2 separate regions of the Zea mays genome follow, and region 2 is linked to region 1. Evidence: chromatin contacts called from public Hi-C data. All regions are on one chromosome and are shown on one strand. The core of a region is the stretch at or near the end of the contact, and the rest is flanking DNA. Distances in the headings are between cores, read along the strand shown. Region 1 holds the start of LOC103626455 (probable magnesium transporter NIPA6). Region 2 holds the start of LOC103626457 (thaumatin-like protein 1b).

Evidence for each region. A called contact is a pair of places that touch in the nucleus more often than the background predicts.
Region 2: a Hi-C map of leaf mesophyll shows a contact between it and region 1, with 3 times the contacts expected there. The contact joins the promoter of LOC103626457 here to the promoter of LOC103626455 in region 1. A contact is called at or near these places in 8 of 25 Hi-C or Micro-C datasets (bundle sheath, ear, leaf and 2 more).

Annotation. Positions count from the first base shown.
Region 1 is chr5:63,183,760-63,186,833 of Zm-B73-REFERENCE-NAM-5.0, reverse strand. It overlaps LOC103626455 (probable magnesium transporter NIPA6), which reads left to right and starts at 1,400. Exons shown (of 9, transcript XM_020538394.2): 1 at 1,400-1,958; 2 at 3,057-3,074. The coding sequence starts at 1,823.
Region 2 is chr5:63,375,527-63,378,600 of Zm-B73-REFERENCE-NAM-5.0, reverse strand. LOC103626457 (thaumatin-like protein 1b) reads right to left here and starts at 1,567. Exons shown (of 3, transcript XM_008646866.3): 1 at 755-1,567; 2 at 1-523. The coding sequence starts at 824. LOC100281085 (chaperone protein dnaJ 11) reads right to left here and starts at 2,609. Exons shown (of 1, transcript NM_001154004.2): 1 at 1,700-2,609. The coding sequence starts at 2,516. The coding sequence ends at 2,124.

The DNA.
Region 1 (3,074 bases), core at 151-2,650:
GTATCCGGCGTCGTGTTTGACAGAGACCCCTCGGTGCCGCTTCCACGGTCCGGACATGGCTCGGTGATGTCCCATCGTGTCGACCTGGCTTGATAGTAGCAGGCCGACTCTTCCTGAGAGCCGATTGTCGTCTTGTTGGGTTGCTCGGCGGGCGGGTTACTCAGCAGCCTCGCCTCGCTAGGGTGCTCAGCGGGCAGGTTGGTCGGCAGTCACGTCTCGCTGGGTTGCTCGGCAGATAGGTTGCTCGGTGGGTCGGTCGGCTTGGCGAGTCGTCCCTCGTTGGCCTTCTGGTCCTTCCCGCCAAGCTATTTGACAAGGGGCCTGCTCGATTCGTGGACCGTCTTTGAGAGGCCTTCGGGCCTTCTTTGGACATCCTGCTTCTAGGTACCCAACACAACACTTGTTTGATGTTTTATCTGGTGCCTCGTCGAAACGTCTAATGTTACCGAACAAACTCGTTTTCTCCGTTTTTTGTCTCTTCGTTTATTTTTTTCATTTTATATCTTGAGCTATTGCATGATCATGTAGGTCTTGAATAAGTATTATAATGTTTTCTTGATGTGTTAGTTTTCGAACCATCTATTGTCATGTGTAAACCATCTCAAGTAGGCCGTGTAAGAGCATCTCCAAGAGCTTACCAAAAGTTTGTACTAAATCAAGTTTTTTTGGAAAAAACACAAAAACGTGTCTCCAACAGTTCCCCTAAAACACTCCCAACTTTTTATAGCCCTTAAAATTCCCTCATCTGTAGCTACAAATGAGAGTTTTTTTGGCTCCCCAGAAACATTATACCGCTTTAAGGGATCTGTTGGATAAAGGATTAAAATCTACCCCCACTAACCTTTTAGATGTCCCTTAAAACTAATTTTGAGAAGCCATTTTCTAGAGAGCTCTTGGAGATGCTATAAAGTACCGTTTTGCGCGGTAGATTACACTGTTTGCAGAGTGGAGTTTGAAATAGCGAGTCTGTTGGAGATAGTCTAAGTCCACATTGTATCTTTTCATTATATTCATAAAAAATAGCAAATAATGTTACTCTAAATATTTATACTAGTCCATAAACACTAAAAATTAACTATCAAATGCGTTTCAGTCCATTTTTTTCTTTAAGATATCGTAAATGATATCATGTCGTTATGCAAATTTGGTTAAACTTGACATACTTTGACTAAAAATGACCCATAATTTATAGTGGAGAGAGTATATACATAGATAGATTTTTAAACGAATTTGAATTTTACAATGTGGACATTGCCATTTGGCAAGACCGCGCCCACAACTGCACAAGCCCAAACCAGATCCGCTCCCGTGCATTTCACGAGCTGACGTTCCGGCCCCACCATCGCCTTCGTCCACCCTGACCCCGTGGCCCGTAGTCCTTCCTTCGTTCCAACTTCCAAGCAGGGGAGGGTCAAGGTGTGGACGTGTCACGTGCGTGTTGGCCTGGTGTGGGGGCCCGCCCGTGCGCGCTTACTGGCCTTCCCCCTCTATCGCGGAAGGAGCCCGTGCCAACCAGGCAGGCAGCCAGGCACCCAATCAACGGACGGCCAGCCGGCAGCCGTCGTAGCGGGAGCCGGGAGAATAGTAAAGGACAAATCAGACGAGGAGGAGCGTGGAGCGGGGACAGCCTGCGCTGCGCTGCCTTGCTCCGGCCGGCCGGCCCCCCACCTTAGCCCTTGTCCCGGTTCCCTCCTCCACCATTCAAATCTCCTGGCTTCGTTTCAGTTCGATTTGAAGCGGGGCGGCAGAGGAGGCAGGGGGATTGGGTCCGGGGACGACATTTGGCGGCATCAACCACACAGCACAGGCACAGCGCAGCACCATGACGATGGAGGGGGCGGTTTCCGACAACACCAAGGGCCTGGCGCTCGCCGTCGCCTCCAGCGCCTTCATCGGCGCCAGCTTCATCCTCAAGAAGATCGGCCTCCTGCGAGCAGCCAAGTGCGGCGACCGCGCAGGTAACGCACCGAACCCCTGATCTCTCCGCCGCGTTGCTGCGCTTAGCGCGTATCTCGTCGTCTCCACGCGCGTCCTAGGGTCCCATCCCGCGCCCCGGGGCCCGGGCTGCCTCTTGAGTCGGCTGATCTGCTCCTACCCCCAGCCCCGGGGAGCGGGGAGGTCGTTCCTTCTGGATCTGAGCCCGCATTCGTCCCCCTGATCCGAGCACGAGCACGTCCAGCCGCACCGCCCGCTACTATCAATTTGACGCATTGTCTGCCGCAAAACTGCCGTGCCGTGCCGGTGCGCGATTTGACGCATTGTCTGCCGCGACCGGACCCGGCCGATGTCTCTGATTCTAGAGACCTTGACAATCCTGCGCTGTCGTTAGTCAAAGTCACAAACAGGTGCGGCGGTGCGTGATTTGACGCCATGTCGTTGTCTTCTAGATATCCAAGCTCGGGGGATTGCTTCGTTCGGTGTCCAAGATTTTGGTTGCTCTGATATCTTTTATCTAGTACTAGTATTGTTGTGTGTTCAACTTCATCAATTATGTCTTCTTTTCTCCCGTCAAACCTGTTATCCATAAACGAAAGCTTTCTATTCATGCCCAATTGTCCTTTGATTTAGGCTCTGTTTATTTACTCTCTAGATTATATAATCCAGCTTAAATAAATCGAGAGGTAAACAAGCAATACAAATTATTAGATGGATTATGTAATCTAGCTCCCTAGATTATAATAATCTATAAGCAAGTCAATATATGCTTATGCCACTGTGTGTTTCCTTCAAGGATTATATAATCTAGCTTATAAATTATATAAGCACATAATGACTTGTTTATGAATTATCATAATCTAGGTATCTAGATTATATAATCTACCTAATAATCTATATTGTTTATTTGCCTTTTAATTTATTTAAACTGAATTATATAATCTAGAGGATAAATAAACATAGCCTATATAATCTATAAGCTGGATTATATAATTCTGCAAGGAAATAAACAGGGTCTTAAGATTATGGGACTCACCCAATTGTCCTTTGATTTAAGCTCATGGGACTCACCCAATTGCCCTCTGAGCTTATCCGGCTCATTTCTGCTTTCCCTTATACAGGTGGCGGAGGACACACTT
Region 2 (3,074 bases), core at 318-2,817, 190 kb before region 1:
CTGCACGCCACCACGCCCGGCGCCCCGGCCCCCGCCCCCGCCCCCGCGGCGACGCGCAGCTCCGCGGGGCACGCCGCGTTGAGGTCGGCGGCGCACGCCGCGGGGCGGCACCCGCTCCCGTTGGCGGCGCCCGCCCGCGGCGCGACGAGCATCGGCACGTTGAAGCCGTCCACGAGGCTGACGTCGTAGAAGTCGTCGTCGTCGTCGCCGGCGCCGGCTAGCGTGAGCTCGGCCAGCGTGGCCGGCGGCGTGGCCCCGCGGCCGGCGCACTCGACGGCGCCCGAGCCGCAGTCGGCGGTGGCGCACGCGAAGGTGGCGCCCGAGGCGGCAGGCGACGTGGCGCAGAGCGTGCGCGCCCAGACGCGGCCCGACCACGCCGCCGCTACGGTCACCGCGGCCGACCGCCCCGGGGCCAGCGCGAAGCCCGTGGTCGACGGCGCCGGCGCGCCGGCGTTGGAGAGGAGGCCCGGCCACACCGTGTAGCCGCAGCTGTTGGTGATAGTCAATGTCGCGGCGTCTGCTCCTGGTGATCGCAATGCTCTCGGTTATCAGTAACACATCGCGGTTTGTATACTCCGAGCTTCGTCAAGCAACAGGAGCTCAGACGCGTGAACATAAGCGCAAGAGAAAATTTTGGCCATTGGTTCCGGGAAGAAAACAACTCCATGTAATGTAACGCAAGGAACAAGTTCAAATGGAAGTGTTTTTTTTTAAGCATGCTGGATGGCTTGACTCTGACAAGTTCAGTGGTTACCTTGGACTTGGAGGAGTAATGCGAAGCAGCAGCAGCAGAGAAGAGGGAGGAGAAGGAGAGGTGCTCCCATGGAGGACGAGGGGATGAAGAAGAAGACAGGTACAGAATTTTAGCTCGTTGACGAGTCATGGCATGCATGGATGAGGTAACTGAGATATTAACTAGAGCAGAGCATCTGATCCCCATCAGCAGGGAGCAGCATGTTAGTATTATACAAATCCAATGCAGGTCCACGCATTTCGGTTTTAGACCGGCCATGCCATCCATGCCAACCTTACCTAAAAATTTACAGGAAAATAAGTCTTAAAAAAACATCACAAAATTAATTTACTCATATTTCTTCTATATCATAAGTATTAATTACCCTAGCCATGTTTCGTTGAAATTGAGTTTGCTTAGCTTCTCAAAGATCCTTGTCAACTTGTCATCGTCAGCACGTTCACTCATCACTGCTTGTTTGGTCACTGGAAACGTGTCTTATATGTCCAAGACACCCTCCACACACATATGCACTGTTTAGAAGTGAAGTATTTTTACAGTTTCTAGACAATACCATAGTTTTTAGCAATATCGTAGTGTTTTGTTGCAATCCTGAAAGCTATGTTTTCAAAACCATGGTATTATAGATACCATCGTATTTTTGGAGTATTAAAAACTCTAGTCCAACCTAAAGTTTTAAAGCATGACTAGCTTTTGTTTAACCATAGTTTACAATGTTATATTCAAACAATATTTCTTAAAACCATGGTATTTTTTGGAACTGCCAATACTACGGTATTATCATAACAATTGTAAAGTATAATATTGTAAAACTATGATTTTGAGAAACATTATTGCTAAACAAGTCCTAACAAGCGAGTTATTTTATGAATTCGTCGAAACAACAACATAGATATATGTATAAATATCAATATAATCACATATATTTATACTCTTCATTGTAAATTATAAGACGCTAGATACAATGTTTTAATTATATACACGATATATAAACATATACTAGTAAACATAATATGTTAATAAAAAGATAAAAATATTTTACAATTTAGAGTGGAAGGAGTAGCAGCAGTGCAAAAGAGATGTTAAAAATGTCTCTTCGTGCAGCTCTATGATCCCAAGACAAGATGGCCTACAACAATATCCAGCGCCAGGTCTGGCGCGAAAGGCCTACGAAGCCTGCAGCCCATAAAGTCCACGATCCCAACTCATGTGGGCTGCCAGGATCGCGGTCCGTTTTTCATGTGGGCTGTCTTCAATATGGGCCCCATGGTCGCAACTGGCCCTGGGAACGGACCAGACCACCGAGCGCGCTCCGGCGACTCCACTCCACCGCCGGCGCAGCTACGTCTACGTGGCTGCTGCTACGGTGCTACCAGCACTGGTCCGTCTCCCACCTTCGCGGCCGGAACCCCGCCCCGGACCCCGACGGCGCCGCCCTGATCCGGCTCCGGACCGCCGCGGCGCGGTCGTAGCGCGCGCGCTCGTCGGGGTCCGCGAGCGTGGCGTACGCGGCGTGCAGGCGGATGAACCCCTCGTCGCCGCGGCCGCCGCAGTCCGGGTGCACCTCCCTCGCCAGGCGCCGGTACGCCGCCTTGATCTCGCACCGGCTCGCGCCGGCCCCGACCCCGAGCACCTCGTAGTGCGTCCTCGCCGTCGCCGTCGCCGGAGTCGCAACCGCGGACGCGCGGCGGGCCACGCACCGGCCGCCGCGCCGCGCCCCGCAGCTCGGGAGCCCCGCCGTCGACGCGAGCGACGGAGCCATTGCTTCCTTTATCGTCTGTTCGTCCTCGGCCTCGCCTGCCGTGCGTGCGCGTGCGTGTGGCCGGTGTTCTTGGTTTCTTGGAGTGTGTCTTCGGGGGCTACGGTGCCGGACTCCGATGTGCGCCGTGGGATTTATAGGGCGGTGGCGACGAGGGGCCTGTGGGCTGTGGTGGTGCTTACGCGTCCACCTCTGAACTGATCTTATCCGCGGGAGGATGGAGATGGAGACGGAGATTCTCTCACTCTGCTGACTCATCTCCACCAGTGTGCCTGATGACTGCCTGCTTCGGCACCTGTTGCTTTCGCCATTGGACCCGGCAGCTGCCATCATTGCGGTTGCGGCTTGCCAACTCCCTCCTCGGCCCCTCCAGGAACAGGAGAAGTCTTATTCCTGATCATGTTACTGGCAATAATCCATCATGTTATCCACAGGAAATGCAAGCGGTGGGCCAAATTAATGTGCCGCCCACTCGCTCGCTCGGACTCGCACAGCGGCGACGGCGACGGCGACCGCAGACGGCTGGCCGTCACTTCCTGTGCGGTGCACCACGCGCGGCCC